2 separate regions of the Drosophila melanogaster genome follow, and region 1 is linked to region 2. A link is a contact called in public HiChIP or PLAC-seq data. All regions are on one chromosome and are shown on one strand. The core of a region is the stretch at or near the end of the contact, and the rest is flanking DNA. Distances in the headings are between cores, read along the strand shown. Region 1 holds the start of cv-c (crossveinless c). Region 2 holds the start of spn-B (spindle B).

Region 1 (6,256 bases), core at 1,859-4,358, 150 kb before region 2:
CCCAAATGACTTATCTCAGACACCCGGCTCTGGGGTCCCCGCTTCCCGGTCAAAACAAACAGCACTTAAAATGTGTTTTCTTGTTTGCCCGCCATGTAACAAGTGGCTGGCAGGCGGAAGTGAACTAGCCAAGGATTCCAAAGGTAAAAGGCAAACACGCGCAGAGACGTGACTACCTGTGGATGGTGAATAGAGCCATAAATACGATCGTTTGTCATAGAACAAGGGTCCTATTCTGCGACTCCCTGGACTTCATGGACACTCCAGGTATCCGCCCATTAATCATGCAATTGTGGCTGCAACCGGCAGCAGATTTCGCGGCAAGGCTCATCAATAAATAATTTGCGGCCAATAGAAATGCAGTGCGTGGGGTGGCGCTTAGATTAATGAAGGCGTCGCGATTAGAATCAATTTGAATTAATGAACATTTATAGCGGCTTTTGGAGCTTGTTTGCATACAAACACGCGCAGCGGGTTGTTTCGGCCTGGCGAAAACAAAACAAATAAAAAAAAAAACGAACAATAAAAACAAAAGACTTAGGCAACGAACTTTGGGCGGCAACGGGTAGTGTTGAGATTTTGGCCAAAATGTTGGACCGCCCGGCTGGTCGACTTGCTTATTAATTTCACATGCCTTGGCCATAATGAAAGGCGATTTTATATGGCCCGGCCGCCTGCCGTCGTTTATAATCAAGTTAAATGCGCGCTCGTCCATAAAAACTCGACTTATCAGCCAAACGGCAAGGCCAACAAATGGCGCAAATGCATTTAGGGGTGTGCGGCAAAATAGGGGGGGGGGGTATTCCGCCCTATCTTCTGCCTATGCCACAAAATCTGCATATTGCACCGTTTGGAGACAGTGCGACCATTAACAGAATGATGTCGCTGAGTGAGTGCAAGAGCGAAGCGAGCATTGCCTTTTTTATGGCACTTTTCACTCGCTTCGGTTTCGGTTTGGTTTTAACTCGGTGCGGCGCATTGCATTATGGAAAATCCCATACAACTTTATTGGCCAGCTTCCCGCTGTGTGCAAATATATAACTCTGTTTATCGCATTTCATACGGCATTATTTATGCCAAAGTGAAAAGTACACGTACAGCGAGAAAATATAACAGGAAAACAACTGCTTTGTAAGTATACAAATTCAAAAGATTGCTTTAAAATTTATGTTTTTATATGATTATTAATAGCATAATAATGTTGAAGAAAAATATAATAATTGACTTCATATTCTAATTAGAGAAAGTGCTGGACTAGGTGCATTTTTTGCAGTGCACTGTCTAAGACAAATTTCACCCGATGCCATTGGCATTGAAAACTATTCAAAATATTTCCGAAAATATCTGCGTGGCATCTTTTTGTTTCTCAATATTTTTGCTTTTGATGTGTTTACCTTTCGTTGGAAATCAAGGGGGCCAGACGCTATCGATCAAGCATGCAGCACATCACACGGCATGGAGTTTCTGAATTGGAATCTGGAGTTCATGAAGGGACTGGGATTCATTCGGAGATTGGGGAGCTCCTCACACGCTCGCTTAGATTTCAACACAATGGGCAGTTTCGATTTCAAAGCCGGCAAGAGAACCCGAGCACGTAGATCGGGTCGGGAATGGTTATGGGTAAATGGGTATATCTCTCTGCGACGTTGATGCGCACCTTCGATAAGGATGAGACCGACCGGCGAACACACCTCAAAACGTTATGAAATGCGGAGGGAACGAGAAGAGAAAACGCAAGAGAAAAGCCAATAGAATGGAAAAATAAGGAGATGGCACAAAAACAGGAAAGAGTTGACACGGCTAATCCTGACGAATTGTTGTTAGCTGTCTTGGTTCATTCAACAATTTGGTCGGAACAAGAGTTCGTTCTCCTCCATAAGAATGATTTATAATTTCACGTGCTTTATTCTTGGACCTTACAAACGTCTTCGGTTTTAATATTTATTAACTAAGCACCACCAATTAGCTGCAACTAATTAACTGCCAGTTAGAGGTGTTTATATGATTTTTTTCCTCTTATCTTATACTCCTACAAATTATTAATGGTATTCAAAAGGCTCATTATGCCATTAACTTTATGGTTTTCAAACTGTGGTCATATCTGTATTTTTAACTAAATTACAGACTTGAAGGATTTTAAATTAAAAGTTTAGCTATCTAATTAGATAATTATTCATTTACACAAATCGTAGAACTCTGCTAACCGGTTATTGAGTATTTTATTGCACTTGAAACGTAAGTTGCTTTAAATCATGATTATATTATGATTAGTAATATATAATTTGTTCTTCTGACTAGGAACATTAGTTTTGTTTTAGTAGGTTACAAAAGTAAAGTGATTAAATAGTCCACAGCTCACTTGTGAGTTTTTCATTATCATTATATACAGTTAGTTTGTCTCGCTTTCGTTTTGGTTCACACAATTTTATGGGTGAAAAAGTGTTAAGCCAATGCAGGCGCTAATCAAATTGAGACAACGAAAGTGTTAAGTCGACTTCCAGGAATCGGGCTATTAAATGAGCGTTGGGCCATAAATCTGCAGATAAGACAATGCCCCACTGATAAGAACTAAGGGAGATGCCAGTCGATAAAGCCTGAAAGAGGCTGCACAAAGATGAGGCCCGGGTCATAAAATCAGAAACCCAAACACACTAAATAAGCCATAGAGAAGACTAACATGGGATTTTATCACCGCTTGTTAGTGTAAATTTACAAACACATTCGAATGGGTGTGTAAGAGCTACAAATACATCCATATGCTTGGAGTTTTTCCAACTGTTTTTACTTTCAATAAACAATTCTAGGGGATTTCCTCTCGAACTGCAACATGCTTGAGGTCGTTTGAGATCGCTCCGATCGGCTCGAATTGAGCTGTTGGCGCAGTTTGAGCGCAACATGTTGCTCTCTTCATAATTCTTGCTGTTAGCTCGCTCTGTTAACCGGTAATCGCGGGTCTCGCGCATGTTAACTCCATGTGAACAGCAAGCGAACGTTTTGAGTTCCCATAGAAATAGCGTCTGTTAACCGCTAAAACGCTGTATCTTAACATTTCCATTGAAAACAAAGCGGGTAAGCAGGGTGATCCAACCACGAGTTTGTTGGATACAACAGTTGGGTTTCCACCTCGACCGGGAAAAGTCGGGCAAATTTAAAGCGCTCCTCTGTTATTCAAATTTTTTAAAAACATACTGAATCCAAAAAACCGTTGTTTATTGGCAGTTCTCAGGTTTTTACGAAAAAGGTGAACATTGAATTTAGGATCCGAAAAAACGTGCGGGTCAAGAGATGTAAATATATTGCAAAATACTGCATCAAGTGTTAATAATCATTTTCAGAAACATAAGCTAAAAAACTGTGAGTGCGTGACATCGTGTGTTTTGGATACGTTTTATGAATGAGCGCGGGTGTGAACGAATTTTTCGGAGTCAACAACAAATAACGAACGCGATAAACAGAGGCACACTCACACAACCGCGATTAAAAAGGCACTCTCCATTAAACAATAAAGAAATCTCTTGTTTTTCGAAAAGCAAATAGAAAATACGAAAATGTAGCGCGGAAATTGCAGTGCCAAAGAAAACAAACGCATCGTTTGTTGGGCTTGAATTTCGCACGGTTTTAACACTTCCCATAATAAAAAATAAACATCTTTCGAAACCAGAAAAGTAAAAATAAAAACTGCGTGCAGAAAAATATATAAAATTAAATAGTGCATAAAAATCGGTTTTCTTTGCGGTTCGGTTCCGTTTTTGTTTATTTGTAGTGTGCGTGTGTTTCTGTTTCCCCCTTTCTATCTCTATCCCTGTCTCTTTCTCTGCCTCACCGCCCGTCTCTTTCTCTCTTTCGAGTAAGAGAACGCGTGCTTTTGTTTTCGATTACGTTTACTACATTTTTTGTACGCCCCATAGAAAAAAACATGACGAAATGTTGTTGTTGAAAACGAGAAATAAATACAAGTGATTCAGAAAAATAAAAAAATAAACGAAACAACGAAAATAAAAGAGAAATTACACATCTGATTTATACGAAAAGAAAAGTTCTGTGAAGCAATATACGAAAGTAAAATTCTATTTGGTGTTTATAGAATCTCCGATGGTGTTGTGAAATCAAAGAAATAAAGAAAACCCAAAGCTACAGATACTCTCTTCGCGAGCAGCAACCGCAAACGCATCTAAAAAGGTAAATAGAGCTTCGGGACCCCATGTCGCTTATCTTCGGGGTAGGATAAACAATCCATCCAGCTTATCTGCAGGTCCATAAAGATCTGCAGATCTCGAGAAATCCAGACGTCGCTTGTTTATGGGTGGCTTCGGGGCTTCCTAGAACGAAACGTCAGAGTTTTAGATACATCTTGTGATTGTCGCCGGGTTTGCCACTTACTTTCACTCCCCAAAATTTACCTGAGTTTCTCGGTTTTCTAGTCTTTGACTTTGTGGTACAACTTTATCTTGTCAGCTGCGAACTGAAAAAGATAGTGATAACCTAAATAGTATATGTTTACAGTTAGTTAGTCGCTGGCATAATCTACGCGACGCGTTCGAGTTATCTGCGATCGTTTTTATTGGCCTTATACGAGTTCTGATCGGCTTTCTTTACCATTTCCGCTGCTGTTTGAATTGTCAGCGCTTTATTTTGATTCATAAATCATAATCGCTATGTATTGTAGTTTGTTTACACTCTGGTCGAGTGCTGCTTTTTCCCTCCAGCGTTTGTTTTTAATTCATGGGAATAATCACCGAAAAGTGCACAAACAATCCGAATCCGATTTGCATACTTATTGAGAACTCAGCCAAATGGCAGGCGTAGCATTTCCGGTTCTAAAATGCGTCATCGGAGTATGTCGATCGTTTTAACCCCCGAGAAACTGAAACTGGCGACCCGTTTTGTCTACCATAACAACAACTCTTGATACGGCCCGCCCTTTATTATTTTACAGCATAGCCACCTTATATATAGAAACTCGTTTTTCGTTGTTTCTGCCTTTGTTGTTTATACTCCACATACGTACCGATAAGTATGTAAATAAGTTCACAGCGAAACACTTGTGCTGGGTGCTTGATAAAATAGCAAATTTCAGGTAAATAAAACTGAAACAATATTTCGACTGGCCTGGCGTTCTTCATCTTCTGGTTGGGAAAGACCCAAAAAAATTGATAATTCAATGTTTATAAGTTACATGCAGTTAGGATTTTTAATATTATTTCATTTATTTAGATATGAAATTCAAAACATAAACAAAATAAACAAGACATCTCCCATCCTAAAACATCTTCCGTAAAAAACTCGCTTCTGATTTTTAATTAAACAAAACCATGTTACACCCAATCCAGCAGCTTAGAAGCAAATCTCTGCCCAGATTTTCCCTGATTTAGTAAAATCGCTTTCCCCTTGTTCGGCAGCTCGCAAACATTTATCAGGCGGGGCAGGTTCATCAATTTCGTGTGTGATAAATGTCGTACAAGAATTTACACAAATATGTATGCATGTCTCTATGTCTCTGCTCCAGCTGCCGGGTACAAGCTGAGTTGACAAAATGATTTGTTTGGGCGCCCCATGTTTTGTCTTATTGTCGCCAACCCCTCACCAGAGCATCTTCATGATCACCGATCGCTGAGCGCCACCCTGAACTTAAGGCCAGAATCTCGAATCTCGATGCAGATCTCATCTACGGACTGGAGTAACGAAACAGCCACTAATTCCAAACAATGTAAGGCATTATTTATTTTTAACTGAGGTCATCAGCGTAGACATCGTCTATTACAAAAAACGCCCGCCTCTCTCTAGAATTTTTCATCTCATCGTGCTGGGAGCTCCGGTTCTCCGGTTCTACGATTCCCCAGTTCTCAGTGCTCCATTCTCTGTTCTCAGTTTTCCGATCGCTACACAGAAACACAATATGATCGGTTTTAAATCTGATATTATGATTAAATTCAAGCATAAGGAGGAAAATTTTGAAATCTTATAAGATCTATCTGCTCTTTTAAGTAAAAATTTCTTAATTACATAAAGACATGAATAATATTTTACTGAGCACTTCTTTTTTGTGTTATTATTATTATTGTATTAAAACATCGATTTTTTATGTGTACGGTTTTGAGTTCTATAGTGTTGTTCTTATTTCAAACTTAATGTGCTCGGTGCTGTTTTTTGTTCAGCTGTTGAACTCGAACTCTCACCAAATTATGCCACACACACAAACACCCAAACTGATAGTGTGAGAAAGAGAGGGGTAGCATGGCGGGGGAAAGAGAAGCCG
Region 2 (6,520 bases), core at 1,212-3,711:
GAACTGCAGTTAAGTCTCCAAAGGGCGGCAATTCAAAATGGCCAGCTAACGGAAATGGATTTTGAAAGCAAATTGGCCGCGAGTAAAATTTCCATTGCCTTGGCCATGGCCAACAAACAAATGCAGCCGGAAAAGAGGGTCAAAACCGAAAGTTCCTCATCGGAGGGCGAAGGCGATGGAGACGGCGAGGAAGAGGAGGAGGAGGAGGAGGTGTCCTCCAGCGAGCATGGCGATTCCATAGAAGCTCACGATTCCCAGGATCAGGATGTCGCCATGCGGGAGATTTAAACAGAAGAAACCACAGTCAAATTAACTTGTGCCAAAAAGTCGAATATTGCTCATCCACAAAGAGGATAAACTATCCCAATAAACAAAAGAAAAACAAAAATAAAACTAAACAGAAAGAAAACCCCCATAGTTGTATTACTTAATTGTAATTTAATTGTCGCGTAATCCGTTCACCTTTAGGCTTGTATTTTATTTATTTAATATACTTAAACGCTAAGGCTAGGCTTTTGTAAATGTCGCATTTAAATGTCCGCGTAAACTATGGCAAATTGTAATCTGAACTTTTGAGAATTTCATGTGATAATGTATACGAGGCGATTACAAAATTGATTTTACTACTTGAACTATGAACTATACTATGTATGTAGGCCTGTAAGCTCTGCTACCCTGTAAATTGCAATTGAATGAAACATATTTATTGAGTGTTTGTACAAAAAAGGAATTAAGGCAACAAATAAGATGATTATGCCCGGAAAATGGCTTAAACTCGGGTTAAATTTATCGGAACTTTACATTTATTTAAAAAAAAAATTGAAACAAGATTGCGTTATCGTGTTAATCAGGTCATCAGAAAACCTTTTGTTCCTGAAAAGAAATAAGAAAAGCATGTTTTCTAAATTTGTTTTTATATATTTTAATGATACCTAAACCTGATTGGCAACTAAGTAAATTTAAATTATTAAACCCTAAAATATTCCGCTGAATTTAACAGGAGTATAAGACAATCGTATGGCTAATTGAACGCTCCGCCGTTACACATTTTAAATTCAACAAATTAAACGATAACAAAATAAACAGAATAAATTCAATCAATCACAGTCGACGCATTTTGGCGGGTGGGCTGGGAACAGATGGCTCTGGAACATTGACCACACCTTCTGCGGTGATAAGAAACTCGGCGAAATCATTGGGAGTCTCTGGTGAGTAAAGTATTTCCAGTTTGCGCACCGTTATCAGTTGATCACCCATGCGATGCTGCTTGGGCACCCGGGAAACACGCAGTCTAGTGCGTCCTAGGTGCGCCCACTGCAATCCCAAGCAGGGAATCTCATCCTGACCGTCCCTGGTGGCCACCTGATTCACACAGACCACGGCACAGTTGTACTTATCCGCGTAGCTGAGCAGAGCGTCTGCCAGTCGACGCATATGTCTCGCTCGTTCCAGATAATCATTATACAGCCGGAATATGGCGGCCACAGAATCAATAATGATCAGGCCAATGCCATGTTGTTGCATCAGTCGCGGAATGCGGTTTATAACGCACGCCAGGAGAGGTTCCTTTGGATTAATATTAAATAAGCATATGGCTACAAATTGGTTTGTCGACTCACTGCCTCAATGTGATTTTCCACAAAGATGTTTCCCAGAAAATTCAGCTCCATTTCGGGATGCCTCTTCTCGCAGGCTTTGCTCATCTGCAGCAATCTTCTCGCCGGAAAGGAACTCTCCGTGCATATGTAGGCCACGCCTTTGCCCAAGCCACCCAACTCACGGGGTAGCTGGACACAAAGGGATAGCTGAAGAAGCAACTGGGTCTTGCCCACGCCGGCTGCTCCACATAGCTCTGTAATTCCACGAGTGACCACTCCCCCGCCCGTGCAGCGATCTAAAGCGGAACATCCAAACGACACCCGCGACCATCTAACATTGACAAGCGGCTTGAAGAGGGAATCCGCTGTAATAAATAGTGGCAAACTAAACACAAGAGGCTACTTATACATTAGTCTGAGAATCACCTGACTGGGGCATCTCTGCCAGCCACTTGGCTGCCGCATCCTTGAGCACCCTAACATCATCCGGAGTGCATTTTCGCACGATTGTGTGCAGCGATTGCTGGCGGGTGTCCAGGAATCGCACCTTGGGAGTTGTCAGCACCTCCTCCGGTGCGAGAACATTAACTGGAGTACAGGAATTTAGTTGGCTCTTGAATAAAGTTGTTGGAACCCCAAAACTCTTACCCTGCTCGGCGATTTCTCTGATATGCTTGGGCAATTGATCCAGAAAGTTTGTCATCGCGATGCGATGGCATGTCCTCGATGGGATTGCGTGATATAATGGCTCCCCGAAACACGAAAGGTGTCTCAACACCTCCGGAATTGGAAGTATTCCGGGGGATTATTGATCAAACAGCCGAGCCATGCGACGACTTGCGAGCGAATTGAAAGTGTAAATAAACGCCGGTTGAAATCAGCTGTTGGCGCCAATATCTTAAGTGGGCCAATCAGCTGGCAACTACAGTGGGCATCCAATAAGGTAAACTATCAGTTGTTGTTTATCAAAAAAGATTTAAAACAAAATTTAGGAAAATTATTGATAATCAATTTGCAAAAATATTTATATGTACTTCCTAGTCAAATTTGGAGCTCAAACCCTCTCAAATTCTCTCAATCCTCTCCTATCCAAACACTATGCTAATATAAATATATTTCCAGTGAACACCACTTAATCACAAACACGAAACACTTGAGAGTATTTACATAATGGTTTTGTTTCAATCATTTAATTTCGAACATTCTGTTTTTTGCACAAGCATCAGAGGAAAACACAAAAACGATAGTCAGTGATCGATAGATGGTGGCTCCACTATCGATGATGCTCCTCCTTTTGGGCGAACTTCGTGTGTAAATGTTGTGGTTTTTCAATGTTTTTAAGCTAAGGGAACTGCGGATGTTGCATCCTGAAGGATCCTAGTGCTTGGGAGTGGGCTTCGAAAGCTCAGCCAAGGCACGGGCCTCAGCCTCTGCGCTGCGCTTCTTCTCCTCGGCGAGCTTGGCATCACGGACGGCCTTCTGCTGTGCCTCGATCTCGCGCAACTTCTCCTCCTTCTTGGACAGGCGGCTCTGGTGGGCGGCGCCGTAGGCAATGCCCACCAGGAGCAGGGACCATCTGCCGAACTTGATCAGCGGGGAAACGCGAACGGGAGCCTGCGACATGGTTTCTTCTTCAAGTTATGTAATTGTCCGACCGTGAACTGCAAGAAAAGGATGTACTTTAGTTATCCGACTTCCTTAATAGCGTTCCCCGTCTCGCTCCACTTTACAGATTCCTGGTTTTCCTAGTTTTATGCAATATTTGATGTTAAATAAGCAAAATTACCAAATTGGTGGAGCGATTGCAACGGCAGCGCAGTATAACCTTAAAACAGCTGTCAAAACTGACAGGCGGCTATCGATAGTTGTATTGGTACGGTGGCGGCGTTGCCAGCAAGCTTAAAAAAGTATGCAGAAATTGTGGAAAATATCATAACAATTTAAAAGAAGCCTTTATGACGACTATTTGTTGTTTAGTGTCCCAACAAAATTTGACGTATTACATACTGCAGCCTAGACTTTCATGTATATTTTACTCTTGTTACTAATAATTTTCAAATACAATTTTAACGGTAAAAGAATTGGAAAGAATAAAAATCTATTATAGAAATATAACTAATATAACTATTCTATCTGAACTATGGATAATGATTTAAATCGAAAATGGGAATTGAAAAAGATAAGATTCAAATTTTGTATGTTATCAATGTTGCGCAACGTTTTTCAGCACTGTCGGTTGGCCAAAAGTTAAACGTTCACACTGTGGGCAGAGGAAAAAGTATTGTTTTCTGGAAAACATGGCTAATTGCAGATAAAACGCGACTTGCAAATTCGGCAAATCTGTTTTTAGAGCCACCAATAAGGCGACAATTAGACATAATACAGAGACACAACAAAATTGACGCGTGTTAAATGCAAACAAGAAAATTCCAACACAGACCTTGAGTGGCTAACACACACACACACACTTGCAGGCCCTCCACACCTGCGTCACACATACACACCACACACACAGTGATAAAGTGGAGCGAGAGAGATAGAAGATCGAACCGTTCCCAGCGTTTTTGTTGTTCTTCTTGAAGCAGGAAGTGAATTTTAGGGGATCCTTTTACTGAATTTTGCAGCTGGCATTATGGTGAATGTACCACCGCTGCTCTGCAGCACCCCCCCGCCCATCGATTTTGGTGAGGAAGACGACGATTCCGGTTTACAATCCACCATCCATTTGGACGAGGGTGACGAATACTCAGATTTTGGCTTAGTCAGCAGCTCGAAAGGCAAGCTTAGATATTTATCGAATCTCAAAGTGATACTCAGTTAATTCTCGCTTTTTAGAACCCCCTCCACCACCAGATCCCGTGGAGGAATTTCGAGAAAAGCCACCTGATTTGCTGGAAGACAAACAAACCGTCGAGGCATTTAATTACCAGGTGAAACAGAAGATGGATTACGATGTTTTCGAGGAAACAGCACCGCCGACGCCGCCTCCGTTGAGCTTGGAACTGGATGATGAGGAACTGGAGGAGCATGTGCCCTCCCTTAAGTTGGACAGTCTAAGTCTCTATTCCACGGAAAGCGTTTCTGCCGCCTCCACACTCTCACCGGTTGCGGAGACTAGTGCAGTTGCTCCGCCGGCTATGCAAACAACCAAAGCCCATATCCTCAGCCACCAAGTCACGCTGGAGGATGTGTCCGATGACAGCGACGAGGAGTGCTCGCCAAAGAAGCCCAAAGAACTATTTATACGCGAGGGAGCTGTGGATTTCTTTGCCATAGAGGTATTGGCCACTCCAACCCTACCATATGGAGAAGGCTTTTCGGAGGAGAATGTGGATACAGGGAAAGGAGAATACGTAGAGAATACCTCCCAGCCAGAAGAAAGCTTTAGAAGTTTGGAAGCCCAGGAGGAAAGTTCAAATACCTTAGAAAAGCCTATGGAAAATCAAAGCCGTGGCTTATCAAATCCTCCAAATCAGGAGGAATCCCCTCACCAATGGGGTGAACCAGCAAATAGTGATACATATTCATTTACAAATCTTGATGCGACGCCAAAAGACTTAGTACACAAAGAAATTGTTCCCGAAATGCAAGAGCAAGAAGATGATGATGACTTCGGTGACTTTGCGGATTTCTCAGCAGCAGAACCCCAACTAGAAATCACGGAGAATTCAACGTCTGCCTTTGAGACACCTTCCTTAGCAATCAATTCCCGAACGGAATCTCAACCTCTAGAGGTTAAGACGGCTCCTAGCACAGAAGAATCCTCTAAGTTACCTCCTGCAGAGACCGATGATGGCTTCGATGATTTTCAGGAGTTTGCCACTCCTGCGAATGGAAACCACGGTCAAAGCGAAGACGACGATGATTTTGGCGACTTCGCCGCGCCCGTAGTGACTCCTGTTTCTGTACCTCCGCCACCGCCGCCAGCTGCTGTCCATCTGAGCATAGATGAAAGGGTTAAGCCAGTCCTTGATATGATGTTTCCACAACCAACGGAACTGGACAGCAAAAGTATGGACAATCGCAGGCCTTTGGCTCAGTGCCAGCGATTCAATTTTGGTGCCATAGAGCATGCCCAAGCCCTTGATTACCAATGGAGCAGCTCGGAAATGAGACACGCCCTTGTTCGATCGCTGGGCATCGATTCAAGGAATATAGTAAGTTAGATAGGGCTTCAAAATGTATTTCAAATAACTGAAATTCATAAACTTCCAGCTCTTCGGCGACAAGTGGAACTCATCGATGCCACGTTTTGCTGCCAACCTGAGCTTTGATCCGCTGAAGCCGCTGAAACCTCAATCAACCGGCGCCGCAAGCAGCCTGGAGCCCATTTCCAATTCCACCAGCTACCAGGGTGAGTGTCCTTAGAGTCTCTGCGAGATTGCTCCACTTAGTTGCCGCAAATTAACCGCTACACAAGTTTCGTAAATCGAGAAATTGCCACCCTATCGCCTAACGCTCGCTTTACTTTCAAACGCTTTTCGTTGCCTATTTCCCGATCCTATTGACACACGCTTCCCGGATTGGCCTGCCGTTCGATTGGCTGCTCCTTTCTATATATTCTTATTGATTTTCGTTTGCCTTGTTTTTCCTTGTGACCACATTACTTCTAACTATCTCAACAAACAATCAAAAAGTTTATCCTTACGATAAATTGTATTTAGAATCACATGTACAGACATTACAATTGGAACAACTAGACCAACTAACGGTGGTGGCTAATGCTGATAAAATAAATCTTGTTACCTCTAACTCCCACACCAATAACAACAACGATAATGGTGATAACGACGTTGCTGCACCCGTTGATCAACTGGATTGTATGCCACCTGTGATGGATTTGATGACCCATAACGATCACAATTTGACAATCGATTTGCACCACTCTCCATCACTCACACATTTTGCCACCATCTGCAACA

The links. HiChIP or PLAC-seq counts read pairs in DNA pulled down with a chosen protein or histone mark.
Region 1: a contact with region 2 is called in a Psq HiChIP or PLAC-seq map of the Kc167 cell line, with 2.7 times the contacts expected there. The contact joins the promoter of cv-c here to the promoter of spn-B in region 2. A contact is called at or near these places in 10 of 107 Hi-C or Micro-C datasets (the Kc167 cell line, the S2 cell line, cellular blastoderm embryo and 4 more) and 2 of 6 datasets of contacts at active chromatin or transcription factors (the Kc167 cell line and the S2 cell line).

What each region holds. Positions count from the first base shown.
Region 1 is chr3R:14,478,565-14,484,820 of dm6, reverse strand. It overlaps cv-c (crossveinless c), which reads left to right and starts at 3,108. Exons shown (of 16, transcript NM_001104318.2): 1 at 3,108-3,241; 2 at 3,909-4,179.
Region 2 is chr3R:14,323,992-14,330,511 of dm6, reverse strand. spn-B (spindle B) reads right to left here and starts at 2,461. Exons shown (of 4, transcript NM_057392.5): 1 at 2,247-2,461; 2 at 2,025-2,186; 3 at 1,620-1,963; 4 at 904-1,566. The coding sequence starts at 2,301. The coding sequence ends at 1,102. It overlaps ATPsynE (ATP synthase, subunit E), which reads right to left and starts at 3,565. Exons shown (of 2, transcript NM_001202292.1): 1 at 3,385-3,565; 2 at 2,777-3,259. The coding sequence starts at 3,221. The coding sequence ends at 2,976. It overlaps Afti (Aftiphilin), which reads left to right and starts at 3,823. Exons shown (of 4, transcript NM_001260173.2): 1 at 3,823-4,375; 2 at 4,434-5,755; 3 at 5,814-5,952. The coding sequence starts at 4,231. It overlaps NK7.1 (NK7.1,), which reads left to right. Exons shown (of 4, transcript NM_142100.3): 4 at 1-372. The coding sequence ends at 288.